Regions from separate parts of the Mus musculus genome. Here region 2 is linked to region 1. A link is a contact called in public promoter capture Hi-C data. All regions are on one chromosome and are shown on one strand. The core of a region is the stretch at or near the end of the contact, and the rest is flanking DNA. Distances in the headings are between cores, read along the strand shown.

The links. Promoter capture Hi-C pulls out the DNA fragments that hold promoters and counts their contacts.
Region 2: a promoter capture Hi-C map of liver shows a contact between it and region 1, with 3 times the contacts expected there. The contact joins the promoter of Mterf4 here to the promoter of Scly in region 1. A contact is called at or near these places in 2 of 39 promoter capture datasets (liver and pre-B cells) and 1 of 9 other capture datasets (macrophages).

Annotation. Positions count from the first base shown.
Region 1 is chr1:91,296,808-91,302,552 of GRCm38.p6, reverse strand. It overlaps Scly (selenocysteine lyase), which reads right to left and starts at 4,215. Exons shown (of 12, transcript NM_016717.3): 1 at 4,105-4,215; 2 at 1,913-2,025. The coding sequence starts at 4,157. It also overlaps the pseudogene Gm7785.
Region 2 is chr1:93,302,109-93,307,209 of GRCm38.p6, reverse strand. It overlaps Mterf4 (mitochondrial transcription termination factor 4), which reads left to right and starts at 1,331. Exons shown (of 4, transcript NM_178051.4): 1 at 1,331-1,385; 2 at 2,104-2,602; 3 at 4,308-4,492. The coding sequence starts at 1,365. It overlaps Gm28535 (predicted gene 28535), which reads right to left and starts at 1,246. Exons shown (of 3, transcript NR_151531.1): 1 at 1,103-1,246; 2 at 586-667. It also overlaps the pseudogene Gm7867.

The DNA.
Region 1 (5,745 bases), core at 2,966-5,465:
CTTGGTTGGGGGGAATCTAGGCTCCCCCAGCACAGCTTTTCTTTCTTACTGGATGCTAGAGGAGGGGGTGCTATGGCTAGCCGCCCACCTTCCCACCATTCATGATAGGACAAGGAACCACAGAAGTAACCAAACAGAACATGAGGCTTTACACACCCGGTCAGCCAGTGCCTTCTCTCAACCTCAGGTCAGCCTTGGGAGACACAGGAGGAAGGTTGGAAGCATTTGCCTTCAATTAGGTGTCCTGGCTGCTGCCCAGTTGCACTGAACACTGTGTCAGAGGAAGGTGGCTCTATGCGGCTCTCAGCCAACATACCAGTGGTCCCTACATTTGATGCTGGGTCCAGACCAGCTTTCCCATGCTGCCCAGTAGGCCAGAACCTCTCCCCTTCTCCGCTCACTTCCAAATGCTGTTGGCTGTTACAAGCAAGGCCACATCTGGAGCACTCAAACTCTTCCCACAGAACCTCAGCACACATTGCTGTAGATTTTAAAACCTAATACTGTGACACACTAAAACATCTGTGATGAGCTGGGGTGGTGGTACATGCCTTTAATCCTAGCACTCTGGAGGCAGACACAGGTGGATCTCTGTGAATTTGAGGCAGGCTTGGGCTACAGAGTAAATTCCCGGAAGCCAGAGCTACACAGTGAGATCCCATCTGCCTTGAAAACAAGACAGGCAAACATTTGTGATTCATGATTTTCACTTTTCTTGGCATTTCTACTCAAATATCAACAGAAAGCAGCTGGGATGTCACCCAGGCCAGCAACGGTCTCCCACTGTGTGCCCCACTTCCTGTTGACCCTTAATCTTCTTGGCCTTCTCTAGTGTACCCTAACAGAAGTTTGACTATACTACAGGGGACATTAGGCAGATGGCAATGTCCAGAAATAAGGCAACAGACAAGTTAATGGGTGACTAGCATCTGATCTGGAAAGTCTGTGTCACTGAGTTGCTGGGGAGCTTTCAATAAGCAACTGCTATGACCCACCAAACCCCTTACGGAGGGACAGAGGTACCAGTAAGACCTGGTGGCAGATCAGTTAGCTTGGGTCATCTTTAGTCCCCTGGCTGGCACTCATTTCCCAATAAACCATCATTAATGTGGCTTGTCTTAGTTACCCTAATTACACAGTGCAGGGCTGGGTGCGGGGCCCTTGCCTTCTGCTGATAAACATTAACTAGGAAGGCAAAGCATGATTAGCCTCCAAGTCTGTGGAGAAAATGTGGAATGCTGTCTTTTTGACTACTGACTTGAAGCAAATTATCATCCAAAAATGCAAAAATTTAAAACTCTACACCACAAAGGCAAACTAGAAAGAAGTAAGAATATAATTATAAGCCTGGCAGTGGTGGCACATGCCTTTAATCCCAGCCTGTGGGATGTGTAGTTCCTAGCTAGGATATCATACAGGGACAGAAGACTTTAAGAATCAAGTCAGGTATATAATTGTAACATGATGCTAATTTACATAGAAGACACTATGTAGACTTTAGTGACACAATGCTTAAAGATTAGAACGTAATTATTTTGTTTCCATTTTTCTAAAGTGTGCTTAAAAAAAAACTCTTGGGAATTCTGTTAAGCAATATAGGCATTGTACTAACTTTAAAGTTGAAAGAAAAATGAAAGTCCACCCCATTCCCAAACAAAACCATCTCATGTAAGCATACACTTTATATACCCCCACCCATTTTTGTTTGTTTTTTATTTGAGACACGGATTCTCAGTTTAGGTAGCCCTGGCTGTCCAGGAACTCACTTTGTAGACCAGGCTGGCTTTGAACTCTGAGAGCAGTCTGCCTCTGAGTGCTGGGATTAAAGGCACATGCCACCAAGTCAGGTTAGTATACACTTTCTCTAAGAGGCTTCTGGTTCCCTTTATTGTCATGGATTCTTCTAGATTACCTGACACATAGGAGCTGCTGGGGTTTCCCCAGGCTTCCTTCATGGCCTCTGTCACAGCCTGGATGACTTCGGGCTCTAGAGGTGTGGTGGCATTATAGTCCATATAGACCTTCCTGGAAGAGAGAATAGCCTGTAAAGTTTGGGGAGGCAGAGTATAGCAGCAATACTCTTTTGGGGGACCACAGTGAGGGTCTTCTGCATCTAGAGTGAAGGCCCAGGTAGGCTATTAGACCTCAGCTCTCCATGTTCTCCCTCCTGATGGGAGACACCATGGTTTCCAGTCACCCAGTAGCTGCCCCATACAAGATGGCCATAATCTCCCCTAGCATGAGGCTGACTGATGGCTGGAGGCCAGAGATGCGGCCCAACTCCAGGAAGGGAGGGAGGAAGGATCTGCCAATGGCTGGGGAGTCCCACATTCCCCTGGGTAATTTCCCAACAACTTGGAGCCATCTGCCCCTTCCAGTCCTCCAGGAACTGCCTCTAGGAAGGAGCTTTGTACTCATCTTTGCTGGAGGCTTCCCAGGGCTATGGCTGTCCCCTCCCTGGCTTTTACTGGGCAGGTCTCTCCCTGGGGCAACTTGCATTTTCAGTTTTTCTTGCCCCACCCCCACTCTACCTAAACTTTTTAAAGTCTGTGCTTCAGCAGATCTGTTTGGATGAGGCTCCAGGGTTCGATTGGAAACTGTAGGCCGCACGCAGCCTGGCCCTCTTCCTTCCCTCCCTCCCTCCCTGTCTTCCGCTGTGGACCCATTCATCATCTGACCCAAGAGTCACATGCTTAGTGTCCTCTCTAGGGAGCAAGTGATGAGCAGCTCCAGGAACAAGCAGGCTTTGTCTTCCTATGTAGGAACTTCATCCACAGGACACAGAGTTCAAAGCCCCAGAGACCCTCCCTAAGGAGAGTTATCTGCTTGTGTTCTCACCAGGGTCCCAGACCTTCGGAAATCTCTATGGTAGGCAATCGGGCCTGAAAACAGTCATTATTTCACTTGGTTTTACATCAAACCAGTGTTCAAGCCGATGCAGTGGTGAGCCAGCACACACTGCCCAACTATGTCCAGGGGAGCACGGCAGAACAGGCAGGAAGAAGCTTTCATCTCCTATCTTTGCTTTAAGTGCCACGCAGTCACCTGATCTTGCAAGGCTGGGCTTTGTAATGTGGACCTACCTGACCACCCTGGGGCTGGAATTCCCATTGCCGCAGGCTTTGCCTGTGTCCCAAGTCTGTTCCTTCCTAGAAATAAAGAGCCCCCAAAGTGCTGCACACCCATAGGCCTGCCAAGTGACTGGTTTTCCCATCTATAGCTTGGCCGAACTGGTTTATGGTTTGCATTTTATCAGCGATTGACTCTGTTATTAGCGGGCTTCCTAGAGAAAGTGAAACTGCTTAATAAACGTCTGGTATAGGCTCAAGCCACCAGGCTTAGGCCTTTATGAGACAGGTTCTCACTGTGTGATCCAAGCTGGCCTCCAAATCACAATCCTCCTGTCCTCAGTGTTGGGATTATAGGCAAGTTCCACCATATCGGAGAAGGCAGGAGTAGCCTGGACTACATATCGAGGCCTTATGGGGCTGAGGTGGAGGAGGGACCGGGGGTAAAAGAGAAAAGAGAAAGAAGAAAAAAATGAGATGGGGATGGAGAGGGGGCTTCTGGTATAACACATTCCTGGGTGGGAGAAGGCTGAGCCAGGACCTCCGGTTCCTTGCGCGCCAGGGGAGGAGGTCCCACAGCCCAGTGGACAGCAAGAGAAGGCAGGTCTCCCCCACTGTCCTGGTGCTCCTAGGGTTCCCGCCCCAAAGCCCACTTTAAACCTTCGGGTGGTCAAATGGGCCCCAAAGTCCCGTCCCCCCCCCCCGTTCCCCCCCGTCCCACAGCCACGCCATCCTAGACTCTAAGCAGCGGCGATTCTTGTAAAACGCAGATAATCGCGATTCGGCTGCCAGTTCCAACCTCCAGGAAGAGCCCATTCCCTGGGAAGAAGCCCGAAACGCGGGAGGATGATGTGGCCACACTCGGCACAGTTGTCACCCGTGGGCCCCCTTCTGCCCTCAGCTTGGGCGGTAGCCTGTTCTCTCCCGGTTCCTGTGGCCGGACGCTTCTGCGTGTCCCTTCCTCCCGCCTCACCATACACTCACTGAGGTCCCCCAGGTGTCCCTAGGCCCTGCGGGCTCCTTGAAGGGAGCGCACCTGTCGGGTAGGCTCTCCACACTGCCCAGCGCGCCATTTCGCGCCGCGTCCATCCCCCTGATCGCCGGCAGGTCACCCCAAGCCTGAGCGCCCCGAAGTCTCTGAATGGGCGGAGCCTCGGGTCCCGGAGTATCCGCATTGGCTGCGCTTCGCGCTTTGGCCAATCTGTGAGCCGCACGGGCCCTGCCTCCGCCCCTGACTGGTTGATTGGTCATGTGGGGTCAGGTGGCAGTGGGACGGAGCTGGAGACTACCTTAGTAGGGCCACCGCGCTGCCGGTCCTATCTAACCGGTCATCGGCAAAGCGCGCGCCGCTCATGGCGAGTCATCTGGGTGCTCCAGCTACTGGCACCGTGCTCTGGGAGCCCACCTCCCTGGGCTGTCACTAGTGACAGAAGGACCAGTGACTTCACCGGTCGCCGCAAAGTTCATGGAAGTAAAAGTGTTAGGATGCGCGGTGCAATGAGAGGCACCGCAGCAGCCAAGACTGAGCGCCTGGAAGGGTTGGCGGCTAGTGCTCGCTGGACATAGGATACCCCACATCCGCCTTCGCGAATGATTTAATTGCCTGAAATTAGGAAGTTATGTGTTGATACTTTTGAGGCGATCTAGATCAGAGGTGAGCTAAGCAGGGCTGTTAAAATTATGGAAGGTTATAGTCACTAGGCATGCACATGGTGCTCGTATGTAAGTGCAGACAGACGCATAAACAGACTCATACACATAAAAATCTTTTTTTAAACAATTGAAAGGCGTGAAGCAGGACAGTAGTAGTACTGGCCTTTCATCCCAGCCCTCCAGAGGCATAAGCTGGCCAATCTCTGTGAGTTCGAGGCCAGCCTGGTCTACAAAGTGAGTTCTGAACGTGTGTTTTATTTTTTATTTTTCAAGTATAATGCTAACTTTATTGTAAAATGAGATTCTCTGGGTGAAGCATCAGCAACACTAGTCCTGCCTGCCATTATGTGGATGAAAACAGCTAGACTTCTGTCTGTCAGTGAGACAGTAACAAGCACTGGATAGACATTGTAAGAAAACGGTGAACATGGCAACCGCTAATGCAGAGTGAACATTACCCAGCATGAAGTCAGTGAAAAACTGAACATGACTCTCATTGTATGGATTGAAATAAGAAAAAGAATATGGTAATTTTACCCATTACACTTTGTAAAATCAGAGACATGAATTTATAAGCAGTGCCTTTAATAAAGACGGTAATTTAATTTCAAATAAATATATTTGCTTTCTATTCCTTTATCGTGTATTTTATTATGTTTCTAGCTGGCAAAACCCACCCGATTATTGAACTCAGTAATAACCCAATCCATGATGCTCCATCTGTCATACATCTAACTCACTTTACATACACTGCAAGTTCACATAGCATCCCTATAAACTGCTAGAACCTCCCGAGCCCAGTGTGACTGGCCTTTTGGACAAGGCAAGGGAGGGTCCGTCTGAGCATCCTCAGATTCAGCCTGCTCTTCCCACAAGTGCCAACAAGGGGCAGCTCCTAGCTCTCCTGCTCCTCGTAGTGAGCGTAGCCACTGGCATAGGTCCTTCCTAAATTCAAGTTACTGAACAGATCTGATGACTCAGCATTTGAGTCCTTCCCATCTTCTTCCTCTTCATCCTCTGCTTC
Region 2 (5,101 bases), core at 82-2,581, 2.0 Mb before region 1:
CCCCCCAAAATCATGCAAATCAAGAGGTTCAAACCTTCGTGTTCACTTTAAGAACACCCGGGAATCTGCCCAGGCCATCAAGGGTATGCATATCTGCAAAGCCACCAAGTATCTGAAGGACATCACTTTAAAGAAGCAATGTGTGCCATTCCGGTGTTATAATGGTGGAGTCAGTAGGTGCGCCCAGGCCAAACAATGCGGCTGGTCGGTGGTCAAAAAAGAGTGCTGAATTTTTGCTGCACATGCTTAAAAATGCAGAGAGTAACGCTGAACTTAAGGGCTTAGATTTAGATTCTCTTGTCATTGAACACATCCAGGTGAACAAGGCACCTAAGATGCGCCGACGAACCTACAGAGCTCATGGCCGGATTAACCCATACATGAGCTCCCCCTGCCACATTGAGATGATCCTCACTGAGAGGGAACAGATCATTCTAAAGCCAGAAGAGGAGGTTGCACAGAAGAAAAGGATATCCCAGAAGAAACAAGAAACAAAAACTCATGGCACGTGAATAAATTCAGCATAAAATAAATGCAGATAAAGTTAAAAAACAAACAAACAAACAAACAAACAAACCTACTTACCTCAAAGATGAGCCCAGGAACACAAATTTGGTTTTTCCAAAAGATTCTCCACCATGGATGAAGTTAGGTGAGATATTACTAGCTAGAGAATAAAGCCATAAATCAAGGCATTTACCAGACACATTGGTGGGGACCACAGATAGGAAGGATAAGGCAAAACTAGGAAAACACTTAACTCAGTTTTAGATATTATTTAGTGATGCTATTGGCTTTTGGATTGGTGAAAACCATTGTTGGTCTAGGAATATATTTTAAAGGTATTCATTGTCACAAAGCTGTTAAGTTAGACAGGTGGACGATGAATGGATTTCAAAAAGGCTAAGAATAATCCATGATAATTTGGTTTTGGTCTGCAGGATCCTAATTCCACAATCACAGCGTTATCTTATTTGGCCTTGTACTATCTTTAACACAGGTGATTGTTTTTTGTCATATTCTCCCCTCCTCCCCCGGCCCCAGTAAAAGTAGTTTCACAACAGAAAACGACGGTGTGCGCTTCGGGGTAGTTTGGTTTCACCTGTACTCTGAAGAGCAGTTTTAAAACCCAGGTAGTGTTGCTTGTTCCTGGCAGAGACCATGCAACCGAGTATGCCCAACTAAAGGGAGCTGCACCTGCAAGCTGCAGGTGCTGGGCACGAGCATCTGGGATCAAGGGCTTGGCTGCGGAACGAAAGAACGCCACACCCCGGGAGTTCGGCGGACACAGATCGGAGGCCGGACGTTGTGAGCCAGGAAGGACCGCCTCTTCCGGTCTCACAGTTGTTCTTCGCTTGGTCTCCATGGCTTCGCTGGGAAGGCAGGTGAGGTTGCCCTAGGTCCCGGGCTCACAGCGGCTGTTGGCGGGACGTTCAGGAGGCGCTGACGCTGGTTCTTGGTGTTCCGGTCTGGGCACCTTGTGGCAGTAGCGCTCCCGGGTGGCGTGTGCACAGACAGTGTGGCCCTCAGAATAGCTTCTGGCTTCTCCGGAGTTTCGGCTGTGTGCTGCCTAATGGCTAGGGAGGCCTGGACCACCACCAGCGGCAAGAGCGGGGTGTTTGAGACCATTCTGGCGGGCACCGGATGCTCTGTGCTTAATTTGTTATGTGCTAGTCCCAACACCTGGGGCTACTGTGTACAAATCGACAGATTCCTTCCCCCAAATATTCTTCTTTTAATGGAAGGGATCCTTGAAAAACAAAACAAAACTATCCTTTGTTGGAATGAAATTAGGTAGTGTACCTGTCTGGTGGCTAGTCTGAGGTTCAGAATTTTCAACCAAATACTATTGCTCGTGCCCTGTATCTTCAGTATGTAGATATTGCTTATGCTTCAATATCTTCAGTAAGTGCGGTCGTTTGCATGCTACTTTTATTCTTTGGAGACTTTTTAGACCCAGAGAAGATTTTACAGATTGTTTACAAAAACTGTTAGCTTTTGTGGGCCAAGGGTCAAGCTGAGGTTCAAGGTTACTGGCTCAGTAATCTTGTGGTGGTCATTATTCTGAGGTGGGACTGATTCTGTTTTTGCTCTGCCTTACAGGTTCCTGAGTGGCATCGTCTACTGGCCCTCTCCTGGGCCTGTTTGGTTAGGCAGACCCCTCATCTCAGAGAACAGAAACAGATGAGCCCTTCTTTGTCTTGCAAACTGACTACAGTGCCCGGTAGAGGAAGCTTTCAAGAGTTTTCCAGCATTACACCCCAAAAGTACATGCAGGAACCAGAAAACAGGACACGACTTGTTCAGTGTCTTCATGAGGAACAGAAGCCTTGTGTGGATCCTGAGTCCTTGGAGCCTGAAAAGGTCATCCGTTCCCTCCAGGACATGGGTTTTGCTGAAGCCCACATTCACAGCTTGTTTAGTATACAGCCAAGTGTCCATCCTCAACAGTTGCTGGGTATAGTTTCAGAACTCCTACTCTTGGGGTTGAACCCAGAGCCTGTATTTAATGCCTTGAAGAAAAATCCCCAGTTGCTGAAACTGTCTAGCATGCAGATGAAGAGGCGTTCCAGTTACCTTCGGAAGCTTGGCCTTGGAGAAGGTATAAGATGCAGCAGACTTTATAGAGGGAGAGGAGTCAGTTAGGGAGAAAATAGCTTACCCTAGCAGGGATGTCCAGCCTTTTGATAGTAAGGCATGGAATTGTCACCTACAAATGAGCTAGGCTGCATTCATCAATACCCTGGGATGCATGTGTGCTGTGGGCTAAACACACCTTACTCAGAGGAAGTGAGGTAGGAAAGTTTGCTGAGGAGAGGTCAGTGTCTTCAAGAAGATGTGCAGTGGGCTCTCTGCAGATGCCGTTGTAAGGGGGATGTGGGATAGAGGAGCCCAAGAAGAGAGAACCAAGGCCAAAGTGAGCCTCCTGTGTGTTCATTGAGATCTCTAGCTCCAGATCAATGGGGACATGGAGTCTGGTTTTGGTGGGTTAGTGTTGCTCTATGGTAGTGATGTATGTGTATGCAAATGTGTGACCTCCGCAAAAACATCCCACACACAGCTTTCAGAGCTGATGGTGCCCGGTTCCTGGAAGGCTGTTAGAGTGCCCTCCACCTTCCAACAGCTGTCACCCTTCTGGAGAAGGGAGGTGGGGCTCTCCAGTGAACTCTACCCATTTGACTGCTTTTATTTCATTACTGACTGTTCCTGGTAAGATTTCACCCCCAAAGTGGGGAGGCTTAGAGCCCACTGTGTTTGGTGTCTCGGCATGCCTCCTCTAGAAGATAAGCAAAAAGATAACTGTGTTCCCCTTGACACGTTGTCTCTTGTAACATGATCTAAGCCCAAGCTCAGTCAGTGTGTGAAGCACAGCCTGAGAGGAGAAAATAAAGCTTACTCTTTGGAAACGCCTCTTCACAGGGAAGCTAGGCTGTTAGGAAAGTTACTTGACAGTCTTAAGTGGCTTTTAAGTTTCCAGTTTTTAAATCGGCACAACTATTCATCAGAAGACCATTTGCTTCACTTATGAAGCCCTGCTTATATCATTTGTCTGAATACAGTTACTAATGTAACTCAGTAAAACACGGGGAGGCTGGGTGTGGTAGTGCATTCTTTTAATTGAACTCTATAGTCAGGAGGATGGAGCTCTGCAGGTTCCAGGCCTTCCAAGGAGACCCTACAAAACAAACAATAATACAGTTGGATATAACACATGGTCACGCTCAGACTACTTATAATTGTGTGTTCTGGATATTCTTGTTCCTACCATTGTTCCTAAAGGCCTCTTCATTGAGCTCAGACTCTCAAGTCTAGAGATTGTTAGTCTCTATACAATGTCTAGATTATACAGAGAGAAGCAGCAGCCTGAGCCCCACTGTGCAGGAAACCACTCTCCTCTAACATTCCCCAGTGAATCCCCGGGAAGCTTTCTATGCTAGGCAAGCAAGAGGAGACCTAGAGTATGAAGTTGCCGCCTTCAGATAGAAGACTAGAAAAAGGCAGGGACATAGGGAGGGTTGTTGGGTCTGTGAAGAGTCCTTTGCGTGGTGCTTCATGGAAAGTAGATCTCTGAATGGGCAGTCCTGTGGAGGGAGAGGATCCTGCTGTGCCCCCATGTGGGTGCCACAAGACAACTTCTAGAGTTGATTGTCTGCTGCCACAATGTGGGTCTTGGGGATTGAACTCAAGTTTCAGGTTTGCTGGCAGGTGCCTTTACCCACTGACTCATCTACCAGCCCCTAAATGTTGTTTAGCCCTTGGCGTTCGGGAACATGCCAAAGTTACATGCTTTGCTTAACACTCTACAGGGAAACTGAAGCGGGTGCTGTCCGTTTGCCCTGAGGTTTTCACCATGCATCAGCGGGACATTGACCGAGTTGTGAAGGTCCTCAGGGAGAAGTGCTTGTTCACGGCACAGCACATCACAGACGTTCTGCACAGATGCCCCACTGTTTTGCAGGAGGACCCCAACGAGCTAGAATACAAATTCCAGGTGAGAGTAAGTGACTAGGCCGATGATGGCAGAGTGTTCAGGTTTTTAAAGCTGAATAGGGTCTGAAGCCTCTGAGTAAAACACCTCAGTTTTCTCCTCTCCAAAGCAAACCTGTTGTTTAGCTCTGCCCCATTCCAGGTCCAAGTAGGTAAACTTTACAACCCTTGGGGCATCTTTTTGTATAGGAGATTTAGAAATTGTGACAGTTGCCCTAAAAGTTTAGTGACAGATAGGTCATAAGCACTTGTGCATAGCTGTGATGGCAGTGCGGGCACTCCTTTAATCTTAGCACTCCAGAGGCAGAGGCAGGCGGATCTCTGAGTTTGAGGCCAGCATGGTCTACACAGTGAGTTCCAGGACAGCAAAGGCTATGTAGAGACCATGTCTCTAAAAACCAACCAAACAAGCAAACAAAGCTGGTATGAGGACCTGAGTCCAGATCCCCAGAACCCACCTAAGCTGGATGCCCAGTGCCCCAGCACCCCTGTGGGGAGATGGGAGGTAGAGTCAGGGCGTCCTTGGAGGCTTGTGGGCCAGCTAGCCTGGCCTCTGAGCTCTGAAGCACTGCTGGGACATACTCAGATAAAACAAGCTGCATGCTCACACATG